2 separate regions of the Rattus norvegicus genome follow, and region 1 is linked to region 2. Evidence: chromatin contacts called from public HiChIP or PLAC-seq data. All regions are on one chromosome and are shown on one strand. The core of a region is the stretch at or near the end of the contact, and the rest is flanking DNA. Distances in the headings are between cores, read along the strand shown. Region 1 holds the start of Trak1 (trafficking kinesin protein 1). Region 2 holds the start of Eif1b (eukaryotic translation initiation factor 1B).

The links. HiChIP or PLAC-seq counts read pairs in DNA pulled down with a chosen protein or histone mark.
Region 1: a contact with region 2 is called in an H3K27ac HiChIP or PLAC-seq map of oligodendrocytes, with 10 times the contacts expected there. The contact joins the promoter of Trak1 here to the promoter of Eif1b in region 2. A contact is called at or near these places in 2 of 12 Hi-C or Micro-C datasets (frontal cortex and hepatocytes) and 1 of 1 datasets of contacts at active chromatin or transcription factors (oligodendrocytes).

Annotation. Positions count from the first base shown.
Region 1 is chr8:129,921,602-129,928,400 of GRCr8, reverse strand. It overlaps Trak1 (trafficking kinesin protein 1), which reads right to left and starts at 3,593. Exons shown (of 16, transcript NM_001134565.2): 1 at 3,437-3,593. The coding sequence starts at 3,524.
Region 2 is chr8:129,077,241-129,083,285 of GRCr8, reverse strand. It overlaps Eif1b (eukaryotic translation initiation factor 1B), which reads right to left and starts at 2,128. Exons shown (of 4, transcript NM_001106867.1): 1 at 1,923-2,128; 2 at 542-705; 3 at 173-274. The coding sequence starts at 1,953. It overlaps LOC120094297 (a long non-coding RNA gene), which reads left to right and starts at 2,509. Exons shown (of 3, transcript XR_005488563.2): 1 at 2,509-2,648; 2 at 3,868-4,041; 3 at 5,381-5,575. Trnap-agg29 (transfer RNA proline (anticodon AGG) 29) reads right to left here and starts at 3,523; the gene lies at 3,443-3,523.

The DNA of each region.
Region 1 (6,799 bases), core at 2,344-4,843, 840 kb before region 2:
ACCTTCCTGATGCTGCGACCCTTTAATACAGCTCCTCATGTTGTGGCAAACACACCGGGCACACACACATACACACACACATACCCATAAGATTATTTTGGTTGCTACTTCATAACTATAATTTTGCTACTGTTATGAATCGCAGTGTAAACATTTTTTGGAGATAAGAGGGTTGCCAACGGGGCGGAGACCCACAGGTTGAGAACCACTGGGCTAGCGGGGCCACAGATCTGTGCGGGAGGTAGGAACTCCCTCCACTGTGAGTCCTTTTTCTGCTGCACACTCTTGTGCGTGAGGCGCCTCAGGGAGAGTTACAGAGAGTGGGACTGGCTACAGTGGGAGCAGTGGGTGTGCATTTCTGCGAGGACAGGCGAGAACGCCGCAGAAATGCGGTATGTTTCCAACCACAGGAAGCGGGGAGACAGCCTGGTGAATCACAGCTCTTGCTCCTTACCTAGGAAGTGGCAGTGACTGGCGAGGGTGGTCCTGGGATACATGAGTCACTATGTAACATGGCTTTTCCGGTGGGTCTCGGTGCAGAAGGCTTGGATGGTGGATAAAAAGCAGAACCCTAGGCAGGCCGCCCAGCCTGAAGCCTGCTGTGCAGGAATCTGTGTCTTCACCTAACCTCCCTCTGCCTCAGTTTTCCCATCTGTAGATGGGGAGGATGGGGAGCTAGACTTGCAAAGGTTGCCATGCTGCGTGAGTGATGACTGTGAGCTTCTGAGAAGGCCCTAGTGACCCTCGTTTGCCTAGAAACACCCATCACCAGGAACACTGCATCATGGTTGCCCGTGGGTCCCCAGGTGTGAAGGGATCTTGTGACTTTTGGGGCGCCAACGGAAACGCTGAGTGTCTACCTCATCTTGTCCCGAATCGCTTACTCCTGTGGCAGGGTGCACCCTGCACCTTCCCTCCTTCCCTCCCAGGCACACACACCCCTGCTGAGTAGGGAGAACCAGTTGCCAGGGCTGAAGGCCAAGCCTCTCAATGAAATGTTCCTCCATTATAACTTATTGCTTGCTTGCCTCCCAAACGGCTTGAGGTGGGTGAAGGTTTTAACAGGCAACAGGCTAACGAGAGTCAACAACTACATTAAAAGCCTGTTTCCAAGGAAAACGAACAAACAAACAAACCAAGAGGAAGATTAAAAGAAAAAAATACACCAGGCACCTGAGAACTACAGCCACAGTTACAGGCCAAGAATCTGATTTATGGGTTGGCTAAAGGGACTCAGAGAGCAAAGGTGTCTGCTGCCAAACTTGACAACCTGAGTTCAATCCCTGGGACCCACCCAGTGGAAGAGACTCCCACAAGTACCCTGACAACACAAATACAAAAATATAAAAATGTAAGTTTTTAAATTCTTCTTGATATAAAAAAAGAACCCGTGTAGCAAGCACACTGTCTGTCGCATGAAGGAGAGGGACAGAAGGAGAGGTGGCCCTGGAACAGGTGAGTTCTCTCTTTGCAAAGATCAGACTTCAGCTCCAGAAATCACCATGAGACTCACAGACATATTTCTGTCCATCCACCTACAGGACCTGACCCCTATCAGACCAGGGAGATCCGTGGAGGGAAGGAGACAGGAACTCATCCTAATGTAGGACTTTAAGAACTCCTAGGAGTTCCCCAGAGTCCAAGATGCAGCTTCTCACTGTACCCACAAGAGGCACCCCACTAACCACTGCCCGTCCCTTCCCGTTACTTTCATGGCCAAGGAAATATCATTTTATATTATAATTTTTCAAAGGGAAGTATTAGAAATAAAATTCTAGAATTGCTAATCCGTACCTTGAGCTAAATGAATGACGTGTGCGGGAAGGCCACCATGTTTTATTCGAGCAGGTCTGAGGCAGGCGAGATGCCACATTTGGCGGATTAAGTGTTAGCAAGAAGGAACAAACTCCTCATGCAGCCGCTTCCAGGTAGGGGGCGGCTGGAGTTCTGGTTGTTTTGCTTTAATGTGTTCATGTATGTGTGTTTCTGTAAGCATGCATGTATGTGTATGTTCCTGCGAGGTCCAGAAGTCAACCTGTGTCTTTTCTCAATTGCTTTCCATCCTGGTGTTTTGAGAGGGGGATCACCGGTTCATCCACAGGGGCCAGTCAGCTCAGGGATGCTCCTGCCTCTGCCTCCCCCAGTGCTGAGAAAAATAAGCACGCACCAGCACGCCTGGCTTCAACATGCAGGTCTAGGGATCGAACTCATGCCCCGGTGCTTGTGTGGCTAGCAGTTTCCCAGCTGAGCCATCTCCCAGCCCGAATGTGCTCTCTCCCTCAGGCAGGGCAGATGCCAGGAGCCTCCATTCCCCGAGAATTTCTTGCTTGTTTTCAAAGGGCTACAGCGGGTCACACACACTCATCCTCACCTCTGAGCTCTGAGCAGGACCAGGTCACTGAGAAACCCCAGAAATTAACGTATACCACATCAAGAACCTGGTCCTGAACGGCCGGGGGCTCCAAGTACTTCTATCAGTAAGACCGCAGGTTTCGGAGTCATCGGGCTTTCTAAGGCTTAAAAGTCTGCAAACCTGAATTTGTTGGTAGGGAAAGAGAAGAGGCCACTCCGGAACTCAGTAGGCTTTGGAGTATAGACAGGAAACTAGATGGGTCATCCCACGGTCAGACTTGAATCCGATCCACTCAGAGGAACTGAGAAGCCCGCATACAGCAAGCGACAAGCCAGAGCAGGCCGACGACGTAAAGCTCTCGTCAGGGGTGTGGGGACCACAATCACAGGGCCAAGCTCTGGGCAAAGGAGGCACAAGAATGTGGGGGAGGGAGGAGGGAGGGCTGAGTAGTTCTGCTCTTCACATCTGAAAAATCCCTTGCTGACCTACACCAGCCTGGGCGCTGACCGATTAAATATAGAGAGGCCGAGGCAGGGGTATTGTAAATTCAAAAGCCTGCCCGACCTACAGAGCGAGTTCAAGATCAGCCTGAGCAAGTCAGTGAGAGCAAACCACAAAATAAAAAGGTTAAGAAAATGGGAGGGTGGGCTTTGGGGTAGCTCCGTGGTAGAGCCCTTATCTAGAAAGCATGGTCCTTGGTACTGAAGAAAGGAGAGGAAGAGGAGGGTGGGAGGAGGAAGAAGGGGAAGAGGATGGAGAAGAGGAAGAAGGGAAGCAACCGGGGTCAGCGGATAGTACTGACCTGGGAACAGGGGTTTTAGAGGCAGATTCTACCAAGGCCAGCAAAAGTCAGGCCTAAACCTTACGTCCGGCTATTGCTGGCCTCCCCTGAACCCAGTAAAGGGGGTGTGAGGGTAAAGAGCTTCCAACTCCCTCCGCTCCGTCCCACCTGCCCATCATTCAACCCAGAGATTCCTCAAACGACCAGTACAAGCAAGGGTGAAGCCAGGACCCTCTGCTCCACACACCCCCCATTCTGCCACAGAGTAAACTGACAGCGGACATTCCCACGAACACACTCACCACAGGAGTTTGTCCCAGCCAGTGTGTGGTCGAGTCCCGGCAGAGGTTGGGCCCTGGAGGGCTGCCTGAGCTGAATCGCCAATGCCATGGGCAGACGCAAACTCCAGAGGGGACTGGGAGACGGAGTGGTCCTCCACGAGAGCTTGGCCACCGCTCTGAGCCTGCCTCAGCAGTTTTCCAAGCTTACTTGTCGGGACAGAGCTGAAGATACTCACGCTGCCCAGGGCGCACAGCGGGTTACGTGCACGGCGGGTTACGTAACTCCGGCAACCGGGAACCCTATCACCTCATCTTATGAAACTACCCCAAACAGAAAAAAAGGCGCACCCACAACACAACACCTCTCCAGGGTGGGGCGAGGGGGCACGGGCAGGGAGGGAAGCCTTTCTGATGGCCAGTTAGTTTTGCCTAAACTGTAGCGTAGAACAGAAAGCCACTGTTCTTCTCAGGACTCCCTGGGAAGTGAGGGTGGAGGCACATTGCCAGGCAGCGTCCCGGGGCTGTGCTTGGCAGAGCCCTCAGAATCCACAAAGAGCTCAGGGCACATTCAAGGTCTCCGGGGAACGCGTTTCCATTTTATGTCTTTGTTGCACTGACCACCTGATAGGACTTTCTTGGCAGGGAGGGACTGCAGGGGCTGAATACCCAGCTCTTCAAATACACCACGTTCCTGAATTGGCAAGGCTGTGTCTGAGACTGTCGCTGGGCATCATGGGTATGAACTGAGGCTCTCAGTGGCTCCCCAGGGGCTTGCTACAGGCATCGTAACAAAAAGCCTCGGGTTTCCACATCCCACAGGCTGGACAGCTGGATGCTTCTGACCCTCCACTGGCAATCCCTCGGTTGTCACGCTTTGAGAAAGCGAAACTGGTTGGACAGGCTGAGGTTCCCAGGATTTCACTGGCAGAGTCAGGGCTGGGAGCCCAGCTCCAATATTTGGAGTGTCCCGGTCTCCCTCGTCTCTTCCCCTCCAGAGCATGCAGTAGATGGTCCTTAACACCCTCTCATGTGCCCTGCTTGTCCTGCATCGCTGTGCAGCCAACTTCTTCATGCTCCTCTGTCGCCCCAGTCAGCTTCCTACCTGGACACTGCCTCCCTACTCAGGACTCTCCAATTCAGGGCTCAAAAGCAGACCCTACTCCCTCTCACTCAGGGCTCAGAGCCAGAAGATGATTACTCCCCACTATGCTCAAGGTCTCAAAAGGAGTCCCCACAAGGAGGCCCATGTCCCCAGAGGGGACATAGAAAGGAGATGGACCCAAGAGACCTAGGGGTCCTACTCAAGACCTTTAGAGGCCACTGTAAAAAGGAACCTCCAGAAGCTCAGTGGAGTGAAACCACTCCCCCATCCACACTCAAGGATCAGGTCTTGTAGGAGCTGGAACTGAGCTGCCCTGTAGAGACAAGAACATGGGCCTGCGGGGCCCACTGGGATTCTCCCAAGAAGGAGCTCCCAACATGTTCCTGCACTGAGAAGAAAGATGGATTGTGTCATATGTGGGTGTTTCTGACACTGTGCCCTCGAGTAATAGACAAGGACAGGGGGTCAGGGGCACAGGAGAGGGATCAGGGGCACTGAGGAGAGGGGTCAGGGGCCCTGAAGAGAGAGAGATCAGGGGCACTGAGGAGAGATCAGGGGCAGTGAGGAGAGATTAGGGGCACAGGGGAGGGGTCAGGGGCACAGGGAAGGGATCAGGGGCACAGAGAGGGGTCAGGGGCACAGGGAAGGGGTCAGGGGCACAGAGGAGGGGTCAGGGCCACAGGGGAGGGATCAGGGGCACAGAGGAGGGGTCAGGGCCACAGGGGAAGGGTCAGGAGCACAGGGGAGGGCAGCCATAGATGCTACACCAGAGGGAGCAGGAAAGAGGGGTGTACAGGCCCAGGACAGGGAGGAAACGCTGGCATACTTAGGAACCACAGCTGTTTCTGTGCCCCTCAGGAGACAGGCAGCTCCTAACACACAGGGTGTCCTGGGTGTAACTTTACAGTTAACTCAGAACAAAGAGAAGCTGCCGGGAGCCATTGTGCATAGGCAAACTGTCCTGATGTGTGTGGGCAAAGTGTCCTGCATCTGTGTGTGCAAAGTGTCCTGATGTGTGTGTGGGCAAACTATAGTATGACAGAGCGCTGACACACACACGGTGTTGGAGCCCTTTCTGTGGACATAGCGTGTGGAGCCCTTCCTCTGTCAACACTGACACTTGCATGCCACTTCCATGACGCCCATGCCAGTCTGGAGAAATACAACACAAGAGAGAACCAAACTACACTGAACAGCCATGCTGGGCCATGCATGCTGCCTAGGGCCCAGTTCTACCGTCTCCAGCCTCTGTGACAACTCCGTGACAACTCTGTGACATGCCGACCCAAGCCACAGAATGACACATCGATGAAGCAGGTTCTGAACAGAAGGTCCCTGATCTCAGACTCTGTGTAACCATGGTGACCGCATCCACCCTGAGATGGTTCACACTGTCACCCTGATGGGTTCTAGAACCATTTGTCTCCTAAGACAAACCTCTGGACACGTGTGCCGGGAAGTTTCTCAACTGTGTTCACTCAGGTGGGAAAGCCAAGCGTGAGCACGGACTGCGCTATCCCATGGGTCCTAGGCTGTGTAATTCATTCGTCTCCTTGACAACTGTGGATGCAGCGAGACCAGCAACCTCACGGTCCTGCACTAACTTTTCCCCACCATGACAAACTGCACCCTAAACTGTGAGCCAAAATTAACCCACCTTCCCCTTAAGCTGCTTGTGCCAGTTAGGTTGCCGTAGCAATGTGAAACCAAATACACTCCCAGGCCTTCTCCTGTGGCTGCATACCCTTCCCAGTCTTGATGACCGAAGCCCCGTCCCCATCCCCAGCAGGGTAAGGTGAGCATACCGGTGATGGTGCAGGCATCCCGGTGCCCTCTGTAGCTGGGAGCATCTTCTATAGCCTCACTCACATAATGCTCTTCAGGGATGCCCGGGCTGCAGGCTAGGACTGCATGGTTGCAAGCCTCAGAGAGGGGCACGGAGCTGGCCGAGGTGTCGTCGTGCAGGGCTGTGGCGTCCAGCTTGGCAGGTTTCAAGGGGAGGTGCCCACTGCCATGGGGGGACCCCGCTGCCTGAGTCAGGGGCAGTCGGGCAGATGGCCCCCGGGAGATTCAGTGTACCGGCAGGGACGGCTCACAGAGAACCTGTGGAACAACCCAGAGAGAAGGACACCATCGTGAGAGAGGTGGATGCGTCTAGACAGAATCCTTAAACGTCAAGGCAGCTGAGATTAGGCTCTCATTACATCAACACTGAGATGGTTCGCTGGCTAACCAGGCCTCAGACACCAAAATCGGTCTTGGCTGATACTAAAAAATTAACA
Region 2 (6,045 bases), core at 879-3,378:
GAGTGCACTTGCACACCCGCACAGGAGTTCGAGGCACTGTTCCCAGGCCAAGCAGCAGGCCACTTGGCTGCAGCATGAACTGTGCGTGAGCCTCACCGTTTTCAGTCAGCGCTGACACTACTCTACTCCCTATCTCGTGTACGTTAGTCACACAGGGCCTCCAGCCACTCACCTCCAAAAGAAACTGGCAAATGTTCTTCCTTTGGTCGCCTTGAAGCTGAATGACCTCTCCGTACTCAGGGTGTTCAATCACAGTCCCATTACAGGCGAATTTCTACAACACAGGGAGTCAGATGCAGAGGTTTTACTTTTGACAGAACAAATGGAGCCATGCATGACCTGACTGCATTAAGGAGCAGTGTCCTCCAGAACTAAGCGACTCTGTAAATGAATCTGGAGGCCATGCAAAGGAAATTATATTAGGGGAACATCAACAACTGCTGGGCTCATATTTCTGGGAGCAGGGTAACCCTTACTGAGATGGAGAACAAAACAGTTTTCCCGGCCTCAGCTCTGGCATGCACCCACTCCTCACGATCACCTTTTTGAAAGCTTTCACAAGTTTCTTTTTGTCATAATCGTCCGCAATGCCCTGCACAGTGGTCAGCGTCTTCCTGCCGTTCCGCTGCTGGATTCTTATATGAATGTAGTCCTCAGTCCCTGCCGGGAGTAAGTCGTCGCCCTTAGTTGCATCAGCAAAGGGGTCTGTAGAGGGACAGAAAGGTTCCACGGCAGAAAACAAATTACAAAGTGGTATGTGGAAGCCGTCCACTCCAGTTCCAGACAGACTGCAGCCATGCCTCTAGTGTTCCTGCTCCATTTCTGCAGGTAAGGGTGGGGCTCACCGATACTAAGTTTCTCAAATGAGAAAAACCTAGGCAGGCTACATGTGCGGATACTTGAGCTTAAAAGTAGAGAACACTGTTGTTGAAGCCACCCTCTAATGAGACAGAAGACATTTACGAAACCCTAATTTCATATAGCCTTCATATAGCCGCCACGAGAACATGCGTCATCTCGACTACAAAAACATCCAAAACCACCCAACCCAATCAGTTAGCATAGTAACCGAGCCTTATAAATACACACAAACATGAACATACAATCTCAAGAGGTGTGATTTACAAATGACTGCCAGCAGAGACAACAGGACCACTTCCAAGTCAAATCAGAGGCCTCTATCTTACCTGTTTCTAATAGATGCCTCTGAGGACTGCTCAAAACCAGCTGGGTCCAGCCCCACCCCCAGCTTCTGCCAGTGGCAGGTCCTTCAGGCACCCCCCCCCCCCTTTCCTGGCCGACTGAATCCCGGATCTCCTAAGCCCTGAGCTTCCTTACTCGCCCAGCAAGGACTGAGCAAACATCCCCCGCACCCCAACACACACACTCGTGAGTCCTCGGAGAGTCACGGGTCTCGCAGTCGCCCTAAAGCTGTCAGGCTCTCCAGCTCCTGGGCCCCACCCCTCCAGTCTCCCTGCAAAGCCCTGGCTAGCCCCAAGGCGACAGAAGAATATCAGAGACTCTCAGCGTCCTGTCAGTGTCAAGTTCCCCGCAAGCCTAGTCTTTGCAGCCCTGGCAAGTGCTGTAGCCCCCTTGTAGGTCTCTGAAGGCTCCGGCCTTTCTATGTCAAGTCCTCCCAGCCTGTGGCTACTCTCCCTGCAGCCTTGGTATATCCCCCAACCCTCCTGTGAGTCCCGGAGACCCCCTGCCCTCCTGCCAGTGTCAAGTTCCCCAAGCGCCGGCCGGGCCCTCGCATCATATGGGGTTGCAGGCCCGCTTAGGGCCGTATCCGAGGCCAGGGGAGAGACGTCCCCGGGGCTAGGGTCGCGGGGAGACCCCGTCGCCATCTTCTGGGCGCCGAGACAAAGCCCAGAGGGACGCGGGCGGCGGCCGGCGGCCGGCGGCCAGCGACTGGACCTTACCGAAAGATTGGAGGTTCTGGATAGTGGACATGCGACACTAGTGTGAGGCCGGTGAGGGGATAAAATTCCTGCGGGGCCCGCCCGGATCACCGTGTCAGGAGGCTGCAGCGGCGAGAAACGGAAATCAATGAAGCGGCGGAAGCCCGGGGCGCAGGAAGACTCGGAGGCGGCGATAGGGCGCGAGCAGGAAGGCGGCGCTGCGGCTTCTCGCACAAAATGGCCGGCGCCGCGTATTTAGCTACGCGCGCCGCCGCCACGTGACCACACGTTCCGCGCGTCCGCCCCGGATCGCTGAGCTGGGGGGCGAGGAGCGGACGGGAGCCCCCCCTGCGGACAGTCGCGGTCCGTCCCGCCCGAGGCGCCGGGTGGAGGCACTTCCGGGTGCAACGGCGAGAAACGCGCCGCGGGGCCTGAACTTGGGGCTCGCGGGGCCCGTGCCTCTGCGCCTCTGTCTCTCTTCCCAGCCCCCTTGGGTTCCCGAGACCCCTGAGTTTTTTTTGCAGAACCTTTGTGGGTGCCACCTGGGAATCTGCCCTTCCAACAAGCCCCAGGATTCGGATGCTGCAGTCTCTACTAAGCTTCACCTGTTTGTCTCAGGTGTTACGACCTGGCCATTAGCAGAGTCAGGAGTGAGTGGAGTGAATGCACTACCAATCCCGCCTGAGCTCTCCTCTCCCGAACCTAAGTCGGAGGCAGGTTCTGAGCGGGATAGGTGCCTGGTACTAGGTGAGTGTGAGTGAGCAGATAAAGTAACTGTAAAGAGGAACCATGCGGGGCTGGGGATTTAGCTCAATGGTAGAGCGCTTACCTAGGAAGAGCAAGGCCCTGGGTTCGGTCCCCAGCTCCAAAAAAAAAAAAAAAAAAAAAAAAAAAAAAAAAAAAAAAGAGGAACCATGCACAACCATCAGTGGACAGTGGGGAACCGCCTTACTTATGCACGCCTATGCAGGTGATTGGCTTTCTAGACCAAAGTAGTAGACTAAAATATAGGAATTCTTAATCTTTTTGTGAGCCAAGCCTGTCAACCTCGTGTTGAAATGATTTTGGAGGCCTGATGCAAGACATTAGAAACTATAGATGGATAATATAATATGTGCCCGTTTAGCAATCCATTCAATAAGATGTATCAGTAGGTCCAATCATTACTACAATTTCCTTTTTTAAAAGGTTTTATTTTTTTTGTGGTTGAGTGTATGTACCACAGAGGCCAGAAGAGGGTGTCATATCCCCTGGAACTGGAATTACAGATAGTTATGAATCACTATGGGAACAGAACCCAGGTCTTGTGCAAGAGCAGCAACTCCTGGGAAGTCTCTTGAGTTCCATTGCTGTAATTTTAAAAAGGCAAGAAGTATCTGAAGTGTAGTGTGAATGTTTCGGAGACTTCTATTGTACAAAACGGCCACTTCTAATATGTCTATGAACGGTTGCCTGTTGCTTAAAGGGTTGTAAAAAGTACTCTTGTATGCCCCTACACCCACCAGTCAAGTTTTTTTTTTTTTTTTTTTTTTGGTTCTTTTTTTTGGAGCTGGGGATCGAACCCAGGGCCTTGTGCTTCCTAGGCAAGCGCTCTACCACTGAGCTAAATCCCCAACCCCAGACCAGTCAAGTTTTAGGAGCATTACTGACTCAGTTTTTTTCTTATACCATGGTGTGAAAAATTCTAGATTATGAATACTTGAATTCATAATCTTGAGTATCTTCTACATTCATGTGGGTTCTGGGGCTGGAATTAAAGTTGTCAGGTCTGTTCAGCAAACCTGAGCCACCTCACCAGCCCTGGAGTAATTTTAATAGTTATATACATCTTCTTTCCTGATATATTAACACTAATTTCTAAGTAACTTATAGTCTACAAAAGTAGTCACAAGAAGCACAGAATACACAAAACATACCATATAAATTGCTACTCTATTACATGGTTCATTCTCCCTTTTCTTACTAGATATATGTTACCAGTGTGTATCACATGGTTTCTCAGATGGAGCCCAGAGTGAGTGAGACAAAGAAGAAAAGTTAACACAGAAAAGCTTTGGAATTCCTCTGAGATCTGGAGCTGGAGAGATGGCACAGTCTTGCTGTTCTTTCCGAGGACTACAGCAGGCTCCAGCACCCAGGAGTAGGTAGCTCTCAACTGCCTACAACTCCAGCTCCAGGGCGTCAGATACCCTTTTATGGACTCTGTGGGAACCTGCACTCATGTATACATCAAGCACATTGTGGCACACACACACACACACACACACACACACACACACACACTGAAACCTTCAAGGTCTCACTGTCATTAAATCTGTTAGAACGTATCCCTCCATTTGGAAGTAAGGTTTGCATCAGCAGTATCTGAGAAAGCGACAAAAGCTTTAGCCAAGCAAATACAAAAGCAAGCTAAAGGCTCTTCTGACTCTGCCTTCATGGGCTTTGTGTTTAAGCCTCTGGTGTACAGTTGCAGACCTACTGCTCATGTGCAGCACAGAGCTCTTGCAGTATGGCTGGTCTAAATTGAAATGCAAGGTAAATATAAAATATGCATGGACTTCTAAAGATTTCAGTCCACCTGTTCACTTTTACTTAAAAAAAATGTAGCTGCTAGAAAATTTCACATGACATATAGCTTATATCCGATTTCTATGAGACAACGTTAGAGATTGAGAGAAACTCAATTTTTTATAAAAAGAGTAAACTGAAGTGTTTAAAATGGAGTGTGTCTGGCTTTAAGTGGTAACAGCATGGGTTAAGGTGGTCGTTTCTGGCCCTGTCAGAAAGGAGCTTAGACGGGTCACAGGGAATGGCTGACTAAGAAAAGGAGGGCAAACAAAGGGTGACAGTTGGAAGGTTGCCGAGGTTAGAGGTAGACTCCAAACCAGGGTCTTAGCATCTATGCAGCAACAACATACATGAAATCAACCAGAAAACCCACGTGTTACAGGGAGAGAACCTACCGGCTGTCCAGCAGGAATAGCTTTGCCTGGCTGTTGGCCACAGGAGATATTTCTCTTGGTTCCTCACAAAGGGGACACTATGATGTAGCTACCAATCACCCTGGCAGTCTGCCTGCATCGGAGACTGAGATAGGAGTCACTCAGTTGTGTCTTGTGTCTTATGTAGTCATGGGATATGGTGTCTGATTGGAGTCCTGGATCCTTGACCATCCAAGGCTCTGTACAGAATTTGTGACCACAACACTAGTGACTCGGATGTCTCTCTTTGGGGAATTCAGCCCACACATATCCCTGGCTATCGCACTCCGAATTTAACGTTGCAGCCTGACAAGGCCAAGCTCTGTACTGGCTATTCCTGGTCTGGAACTGAGCACACACATAGATAAGACTGCAGGCTGGTTACGGAGAAAGATAGGGGTTCCTCTTGTGGGCTCAACACTCCCCTTCAGTTTATCTCCTAACATTTGTCAGGAGCCTAAGATTCTTATCACATCCTCTTCCCTCTCTCCTTCACAGGGCCACTGTTTCTGCCTCTTCCTCCTCCTCACAGACCAGACCTGTGGCATATCTCCCGCTGTCTTAATATTTCCTTCTCAAGGTAGTTAACAGATGCACCTGGCTCCAGGTCGGTTGGAAAGAACACAAAGAAAACGCCACCTTGAAAAAAAGTATCTGACTTTTTTAAATTAAAAATTATTATTTATTTATTTATTTTTGAAGACACCGTCTAACTGTGTAACCCTGGCTGTCCTAGCTGGCCTCTCACTCAGAGATCTGCCTGCCTCTGCCTCCCAAGTGCGGGGGTCAAAACCATGCACCACCACTCCCAACTGAACAGTGCCTACTCTTTTTTTTTTTTTCCTTTTCTTTTTTTTTCCGGAGCTGGGGACCGAACCCAGGGCCTTGCGCTTCCTAGGCAAACGCTCTATCACTGAGCTAAATCCCCAACCCCTGAACAGTGCCTACTCTTTCCTTAGTCTTTTTTTTTTTTACACCTTTTTTTTTTCCGGAGCTGGGGACCGAACCCAGGGCCTTGCGCTTCCTAGGCAAGCGCTCTACCACTGAGCTAAATCCCCAACCCCCAGTGCCTACTCTTAACCACCGAGCCGTCTCTCCAGCCTTAAATCTCCTATTGTTATTGCAAAACGTTTCCTTCAACTCCTAATATCTTCTGGAACTGT